Linked DNA regions of Sus scrofa: all the other regions are linked to region 1. The links are chromatin contacts, called in public HiChIP or PLAC-seq maps. All regions are on one chromosome and are shown on one strand. Each heading gives the region's core, a stretch centred on a gene start, on an enhancer-like site or on the middle of the called end of the contact. The rest is flanking DNA. Distances are from core to core; before and after follow the strand shown.

Region 1 (2,803 bases), core at 141-2,640:
ATACTAATTTATAAGTGCAATCGAAGTTTTTCATGTCTATCTGAAGTAATGAGTGAGGGGATAATTTTGGTCCTGGGGGTTACTACAAAAGCCAAACAGGTCTACTGTCTGTTTTCATAGTCATGTCATGATTTTTCAAAAAATGAATGTGGGAATCGCTTTGCTAAATTCTGCAAGTCTTTCAGTAAATGTGAAAATGAAGGAGACTAAAAACTTTTCTGTGTTTTTGAACACCGCCACCTGAAATGTATTTCCTATGACTGGAAATGCTCAGAATATAAGACTGTTTTGGAGATGGTACCACAAAGTATTCACTGGAAGCATCTTCTGTGCCAATATTTACCTGCTTTTCTGGGGGATCTGGGTGGGCAGCGGTTCTGCCTTCCACAAGCTCACCCACCCCTTTCAAGTGCAAAAGCAAATACTCCGGAGGGAAGGAGAGAAGGCCCCCGGTGTGTTGAGTCAGAGGACTAAGAGCTCAGGTTTTCTGGTATAAGAGCTCTCAGGGGTGAAAACTGTCCAGGGTGAAGCCACCAATTATCCTGCCTTGATTTTATCTTCAGGTGGGAAGACAGGCCTTAGGGGAGAAAAATGAACTCCTGCATCATGGATTTGGGGAGCTTTGTGAGTGCAGGATAGGTTCCCAAACACCGATATTATTCTGGGTGAATGGCATTCTCCCATTAACCAGGCTTTCTTGTGCAACCTGAAACTCACCTACCCATGAGAAAAGAAAAACGTCTGTATGTTCCCTGCAGAGAAAAAAGGGGGCACCCCACCAATTCTGAGAAATGCAATAAATGAAAGATTATATTAGGAGGTGGAGAGAAAAGAAATTTACAAAAAAAAAAAAAACCCACTTAATTTAAAATACACAATAAGTACACTGCAAAGGAACTGCAAAAACTTACAAGGGTGTTCAATAGATACTTCTGAACACCTACGAGCTGCCCAAATGCAATGTACCAGCCCCCAGCCATCAGCACTGGCAGACTCACTCCCTCTCCCCCTCTCCCACCTGCTCTTGTCAAGGTCACCTTGCTGAACCCAATATTCCATCCTCCTACTGCATCGCGCCCAGCCTCTGTCTGACCCATCTGATCACCCGTCCCGGAACCACGTGCTCCTTCGTGCTTCCAGTCGCGATCCTCTCCTGGTTTTCCTCTTACCTCTCGGATCTCCCAACCACCCAAGGCTTCAAGAGGGCGTCCCCTCCCCACCCCCAAGGTCCAACAGACGGCTCCCGCCTCACACAGCTAAGCCCGAACTCTGCACCGAACTCAGCACCAGCCTCCTGGGCCCCGTCTCCTGCCTTCCTCTCACATCTCACACTTACAGCCTGATGCTCAGCAAATCCCGACGGCGGCGGTTTTAAACGACGTCCGAATCCGACCGCTCCTCCCCGCCCTCCCTCCCACCCCCCGGGCTGCTGCAGTGCCCAGAGTGACTCGGGTCAAAGGGGACTCCGTGCTCCGCGCCCTTCACAGCGGCCTACCAGGCCCATCGCCCTGGCCGCCTTTCCAACCTCCCCGGTCTCTCCCGCCGCAGTGGTGCCGGGGAGATGACGGGACTGGAGCCTCCGCGCTCACCTGTTGGACCTGGGCCCCCTCCCGCCCCCTGAAGCGAGGCCCGCTCCCCTCCCCCTCGCCCGTCCCCTCCCCCCTTGACTCCGCGCGGACGCAGGAACCGACGGGCCGAGCTGGCTGCGCGTGCGCACCGCGGCCGTGCTGGCCCCGCCTCCGTGCCCGACCGCGTCCGCGTCGTGTTCCCAGGCCGCGGGTGCGCTCGGCCCGGCGAGAGCGCCTCCTCGGCTGGGACCCCCGGGCTGGAGCCCAGGAAGGCCGCGGAGGGCCCGGCCCGGCCCCAGGGTGGACTCACCTGCAGGAGGTCGGAACTGCAGCAGCAGCGGCGGCGGCGGCCCCGGCGCGGGGGCGGGACGAGGAAGCCGGGGGCGGAGCGGCTCGGGCCACCTGCTGCGGCTGCAGCGGCCCCTGCCGGAGACCCGCGTCTGGCCAGGCTGGCGATCCCCGAGCGCCCTTCCCTGGGCCGGTTCTTCATCAAACGAGATTGTTTCTTTGCGTTTCTTCCTTTGGGGAACGGCTGGGCTCCGGGAGGGGACAGGATCTTGCTTTGTCTTGGGGAACTCCCCAGATATGTAGTGAAGGACAATCGGCTTTCCTCCTTGAACCTGCAGCTGGATCGCACTACTTTGCGGCAGAGCGTTTGAAATGTGGGGACTGGCTTTCCCTGAAAGGCTATTCCCAATGATAGTTAGCGGGGTTCCCAGGCCAGCCCTCCAAACCTGAGTTCCGGTACTGAGATCCTTACCCGGAGTCCCAAAAGGAACAGTTTCAGGGCCTTGAGGACTCTGTGACCCACGTGGCTCCATGTGTCTGAATGTCCTTAAAATCAGTCATCTTTGTCTTTGATTCAGGGTTCCCACCAGCACTGCTTTTCCCAGAATGGAATCGCCAATGGGCGTCGTGCCAGTGATTTGAAAGGGCAGTGGTCTGAGAACTTGGGTGCATAGAATGTTCCATCAACATTTGTTTTCTTTTTTCCCAGCCCAGACCTCAACCATTTCCCTTAGTTTGGCTGGAAATCCTGCACACGTTGGAGCCTCTTGTTCTTGCAGACTGTGCCAGCCTTCAGAGACATGGAGCCCAAGAAAACTGGAGAAGGACCTCTCACCTGGCTCTTTTTTCCCTTTCATGTGTGTGGCACTTTGTACCAGACACCTCTAAGAACCTCACATTTGAACCAACTGAAATCTTGCCCACTATTTGATAAAACAGGCAGAGAA
Region 2 (2,803 bases), core at 152-2,651, 190 kb after region 1:
TCAGCGCAGCTGCACTTTGCCAGGTGCTTGGTACCCAGTAAGCCCTTCAGTCAGTCCCTGGAGGTTTCTCTAATTCTTACTCCAGGGTGGGCATTTAGACTGGGGTGTGATCGAGCATGACCCGCTTTTCTCAGGATGTGGGGTTAATGACAGGTGGGTGGGTGAGGGCTGTCATGGAGGAAAGCGCCCAGGACAGAAGGGGACAGGCCACACCTCTCTGCTCTCAGGTGCCTTACCAGCACCCTGCCCCTCTGTGCACCAGAGCAGACCAAGCCTGGGTTTTTGTCCTTGTCCTCTGTTGCTGGCACACCGTTAGGGCCTCCGCAGTGTCTAAAACATCTGGACGTCTTCCCATGGTCCTCTGCGAGTCTGATGAATGGCCAGGCGTTCTGGAGCCCCAGGCCAGACTTCTTCCCACGCCGAGCCCACGCAGAGCCCTCTCCTGGGAGTCAGTGACTGTCCTTCCCACGCAGCAGCATGCCAGCAGGGGTAGGGAACCATCACAGCCCTGCTGGGATCTTGCCCCAGGTGCTGGAGCCTTTGTCACCAGTGTCCTGTATCCGGGTCTCCTGCAGGGCCTCAGTATTTTGCAGAAGAGAAGGTATTAAGACTTGACTCAGCCCATTTCCTCACCTGTCAAACGGGGCTGCTTCCTCCCCACCTCCCACCCCAGCATCACCAGGCAGCCCAGAAACTTTCTAGCTTTTCAGGCTTTCACCTAGCACTGCTGGGGCAAGCACACATCCAGGTGTACCCAGCATTCTGGAAGTTCCTGCCAACTAGGTTTTTGCCTATTTAAAAAAAAAAAAAAAAAAAAAAGGACAGAAACATTTTAAAAAGCCTGCTTTATTTGCAGATTGTTGCCAAAGCAAAGCAAAACAAGAACTAACCCCACAAAGGTCCAAACTCACCCTAGCCAGCACCTGTCCCCTTCAATCTTGGGTGGCCGGCCCTGCTGAAACATTCACCTGCTCAGGGCAGGGGGTTGTCCTCTGGTCCAGAGATGAAAAGCTGAAAGCTGTCCCTTTAAGAGAAAAGGGAGGCGCAGGGAGGGTGTGGCTGGCTTCTGGGCTGCCCCAGGGAGGCCTGGATCTCTGGGTCCAGTTCCGGGCTTTGTAAACCCCCCCTGACACCCCCACCACCCCAGGTCATGCCCGCTTTGGAGCTCTGGGGACAGGACCCTGGTTCTAGTGAGGATGGCAGCACAGGTCTGTCCAGATATCAGCTGCAAGCCAGAGCAAGGGGGTGCTTCTCCACAAAGAGGGGTTCCAGGCGCAGCCCAGACCGCTAGCTGAGCTTCAGTTATTTACCAGGAGCAGCTGATAAGGGGTTCAGCTACATGCCTCACACTGCCTTTGCCTTCGCATTGGCACAGCCTGCCTCCCCGGCCACCGTACACAGCCACTGATGCCAGTGGAGTCCGCGCCAGGGGGATGCCCAGTGTCAAGTGACTCAGCTCCCCAGCCTGACCCTGTAGGCACTGCATTTTGTTTTCGCTCCTGAGAGCATCTAGGGTCCAGCCCAGGGACTCCAGCAGAGGATGCTGCAGTGAATTTGCTTTTTTTCTGGTTTTTTTTTTTTTTTTTTTTTTTTTTTTTTTTTTTTTGGCAACTGCTTCTTGGCAGTTACTTGGTAACTTGGTTTTTGTACTAGGCATGTTCCTTCCAGCAGACTTTCCTCCAACCTATCCAGTTCATATTCTCAGCAGTCTTATAGAGCTGGCAGGACCAGCTATCAGTTCGGTTCTACATGTGGGTTTTGCACATCAGATCCGTGGCAAAGCCAGACTTAGGACCCATTTCGATTTTAAGTCTTGGTCCGTCACCTGCCACAGCTGCCACTGTGCACGTACCTCCCTGCCCCCAGCTTATTCTGAATTCTTGCGGCTCTCAGAGGTGACACAAGCCATTTGTATTTGCATGTGGCTGCATCTTGACTTGAGCAGACATTCAGGAGCCCTTGTCATGTGTCAGGACCGCACCTGTATGTCATTTCATCCTCAGAGCAGCCTTTGGAAGAAGCCGTTATTATTCCAATTTTATAATAAGGGAACTGAGCTCCCTCCGTGTCAAATGGCTTGGGTCACGCAGTTCCAATTGCTGGAATCGGAACTTCAGTCCACACCCCTGGGCCCCCCCTTCCGCTTCCTTTTCCAGTAAATCATACCGGATCTTGGGCTGCCTCATTTGGGGCCCACAGTGGTTCCTCAGTGCCCAAATCAATCTTTCCAGAAAGGGGGCCAGAAAGCTTGTAAACCTGTCGCACTAGGGAAGCAAATTAACTGCCAACAATAGGAATTACCCGGCTGATTTTAGCAGAATGGGACTTTTTTTGAAAGGACCTTCATTCATCCCAGAAATGTTGAGGGAGGCTGGGGAAGCAAGGTTGGAAAAGGACAGGCACAAAGAAAGGCTGGGCTGGCATCTGTGCAGATGGCACGGAAGAAGCCAGCCTGTATGGATGGACCATGTTGCTTGTGATGATGCTGGCCCTGGACCACAGGTGCTATCCCACTGCCAGCCTGGACCCTCCCCGCCTCCTCCTTCCTTGGGTACCAGGCCCAGGTGGTGTCCCTAATCACCAAACCAGGTGTGCCTGTGCTTTCACTGCCAAGGCCACTGGGAAAGAAGCTCTATTTGCCTCGGAAACGTTCCCACGGCAGGAAATTCCCACGCAGGCGGGGCGATGCCAGGCCTTACAGATCTCCACCGCCCCACCCCAAACACACGCAGACCCCTCATTCTAGATGCTTCTCTGTTTCTCAGCATCCCCACCTTCCCACCACTCCCCACACCTCGTCACC
Region 3 (2,803 bases), core at 223-2,722, 170 kb after region 1:
AGAAGGTGAATCCCTGCAGCCCAGAAGAATATAATCTACTTAGGAATGTAAGATTCTTCACCAGTAGGAGTGGGAGGAAGAACCAGGGGCTGGCTCTCCAGAATGAGAGCCAAACAGTGGCGCATTGGTCAGCGTTCTCTGGAGAAACATAACCAACCAATTGGAGATGTATCTGTGTTTATGTCTATGTTTATGTCTATCCATCAGTCAGTCTATATCTTGTGGTATGGTGTAATTACTAGTGCTTTGCCTATCTTCCCTTTGACCGTTGGCAGGACTGCATCTTATACATCACTTTTTTTTTGGGGGGGGGGTCTTTTGCCATTTCTTGGGCTGCTCCCCCGGCACATGGAGGTTCCCAGGTTAGGGGTCGAGTCGGAGCTGTAGCCGCCAGCCTATACCAGGACAATCCCAGCAACACGGGATTCAAGCTGCGACTGTGACCCACACCACAGCTCATGGCAACACCGGATCCCTCACCCACTGAGCAAGGCCAGGGATCGAACCCGCAACCTCGTGGTTCCTAGTCAGATTTGTTAACCACTGAGCCACGACGGGAACTCCAGGACTGCGTCTTATACACCACTTTTATCTCCAGCATCTAGCGTGGCTCTTGGCAAATTATAGATGTGGCACAGACCCCTGGTGGTCCCTCCCCTTAGTCAGTTCTCCCCTCCTTCTCTAATAACAAAACCATGAACTTTCAGTTGGACCCATGGTTGCCAGGAATAAAAGCAGAGACTTATCACAAGGAATGAGGTCACATATTTATGGAGACTGAGGGGTCCCAAACCTCTAGTCAGTAAGCTGACGACCCCGTGGAGCCAGTCCAAAGGCCTGAGAACCAGGACAGCCAGTGGTGTTAGTTCTTGTCTAAAAGCCGACGAATGGGCTTGAGACTCAAGAAAGCTGAAGTTTCAGTTTTTGTCCAAGGGCAAGAAAAGACTGATGTCCCAGCTCAGACAGTAGGGCGGGAGGAGCTCCCTCTTACTCAGCTTTCGGACTAGGGTCTTCAGTTAATTGAATGGGGCCCACCCACCTTAGGGAGGGCGGTCTGCTTTACTCAGTCTACCAGTTCAAATGGGAACTGCATCCAGGAAACCCTCCCAGGTACCCCAGATTAACGTTTAACCAAATGTCTGGCACCCTGTGGCCCAGTCAGGTTGACATATAAAATAACCATCACGGTGGGGTTCTCTGTTTTAGGGGTATCCTCCTTTCTCTTCTTCAGCAAATAAATCCTAAGCATATAATTTCAGCTACTCTAACCCAGTTCCAAAGTAACAATTTTGATCTCACACAGCAGTGCTGAAAGCAGCCTGAAAGCTTCACACTGTCCGGGATCCTTCCTGTCTTGTTGCACCAGCATCTCTAGGGTGTTGTCCTGGCCTACATGGCCCAAGATGCCCAACGACCCGCCTTCCCCGCACCATTCACATTTGTACAAGAAGTGGGGAGATGGAGAATTGCGCCATGGGAAGTTTATTTACCACTTCTCCTCATATCCTATTGGCTGGAACTAAGTCACATGGCCACACATAGCTGCAAGGGACACTGGGAAATGTAGTTTTTATTCTTGGCAACGTGGGTCCAGCTATAACTTAATGGTTCTGTCACTAGAACCACTAGGGGGAGAGGAAGGATGGCCAGGGGTCTGTGCTATACCTCAGCTTTGCCAAGACCCATGCTTGGTGCTGGAGGTAGAAAGGTGTGTTAAGTTGTCATCCTGCTGACCTGGGAGCTAGATCAGTGTGATATGTCCTGCCACGGAGGTAAACACAGGCAGCCAAGCTAGAGCAGGACTGTCAGTGGCTTCCCTGTGAGCTCTCTACATCATTTTAAAGGACAAGTATTACTAGGCCCAATGGGTTGAAAGTCCATTTCTTTAAACCCCAATTTCAGCTGGACTTATCTTTTCCCCTTCTTTGGCAAATTGAATTCAGAAGTTGAGGTTCAGATCTTGGTACTTTGTGTCAAGTAAGGAGCTCTACCATATTCTTGGAAGCGTGAATTAAAAACAAAGTAGGATTCCTTCCCTTTTCTGTCTCTGCCTCTCTCTACTTTCTGCCTCTCCCCACCCCCTGCATTTGTTTAGTCTGGGATTAAGGCGTTCTCTGGTCCTGGCAGGAACACAGGCATCCTTTCTGATCCATGTTACCCTGTGCATTTTGGGCTCTTGAAGGCTTGGTGCAAGATGCCTTTTAAAGGATTTCAGAGAGTTCCCGTTTTGGCTCAGTGGAAGCGAACCTGACCAGTTCATGAGGATGCAGGTTCTCTCCCTGGGCCCACACAGTGGGTTAAGAATCCGCTTTGCCACGAGCTGCAGTGTAAGTCACAGGTGCAGCTTGGATCCCGCGTTGCTGTGGCAGTGGTGTAGGCTGGCAGCTGCAGCTCTGATTCGACCCCTAGCCTGGGAACTTCCGTATGCCACAGGTGCAGCCCTAAAAAGACAAAAAATAAAGGGTTTCAGGATGGGGGGCCAGGGGGAGGAGTGGTGGGGCAGAGAGCCCTTAGGTAAAGCAGTAAACAAAGAGCAAGCAGGCGTTTCATTTTCCATTAGCCAGAGAGGCATTTTATTTCCACTAGAAATGGGAACAGACGTGGAAGCAATTAGTGTTAGTGGGTTTACAGTGACGTCCCCGAGCCAGCAAAATCCTGGGGCCAGATGTCTGTACTTTTACTCATTCCTTGTTCTGAGAACATTCGTGAGTTCTTTCCACCCCTGCCCGTCCCACCTCCTGCCAAAAAGACCCAAAATATCACAGTTGGGAGAACATAATATTCCTGGAATAGCAGAGGGAGG

What was found. HiChIP or PLAC-seq counts read pairs in DNA pulled down with a chosen protein or histone mark.
Region 2: an H3K27ac HiChIP or PLAC-seq map of skeletal muscle shows a contact between it and region 1. The contact joins two enhancer-like sites. A contact is called at or near these places in 2 of 2 datasets of contacts at active chromatin or transcription factors (alveolar macrophages and skeletal muscle).
Region 3: an H3K27ac HiChIP or PLAC-seq map of alveolar macrophages shows a contact between it and region 1. The contact joins two enhancer-like sites. A contact is called at or near these places in 2 of 47 Hi-C or Micro-C datasets (both in skeletal muscle) and 1 of 2 datasets of contacts at active chromatin or transcription factors (alveolar macrophages).

The regions. Positions count from the first base shown.
Region 1 is chr7:9,943,413-9,946,215 of Sscrofa11.1, reverse strand. No RefSeq gene overlaps it. Among named protein-coding and RNA genes, the nearest start is that of SIRT5, 6.2 kb to the left of the region's middle. Within about 2 kb of position 1,390, at least 75 of the 83 cell types and tissues checked have an H3K27ac peak or open chromatin away from gene starts, as enhancers often do. A contact at or near this core is called in alveolar macrophages and skeletal muscle, where this site is marked.
Region 2 is chr7:9,755,324-9,758,126 of Sscrofa11.1, reverse strand. All of the region lies in intron 1 of GFOD1 (glucose-fructose oxidoreductase domain-containing protein 1), which reads left to right. Among named protein-coding and RNA genes, the nearest start is that of TBC1D7, 48 kb to the right of the region's middle. Within about 2 kb of position 1,401, at least 7 of the 83 cell types and tissues checked have an H3K27ac peak or open chromatin away from gene starts, as enhancers often do. A contact at or near this core is called in skeletal muscle, where this site is marked.
Region 3 is chr7:9,774,815-9,777,617 of Sscrofa11.1, reverse strand. All of the region lies in intron 1 of GFOD1 (glucose-fructose oxidoreductase domain-containing protein 1), which reads left to right. Among named protein-coding and RNA genes, the nearest start is that of TBC1D7, 67 kb to the right of the region's middle. Within about 2 kb of position 1,472, at least 6 of the 83 cell types and tissues checked have an H3K27ac peak or open chromatin away from gene starts, as enhancers often do. A contact at or near this core is called in alveolar macrophages, where this site is marked.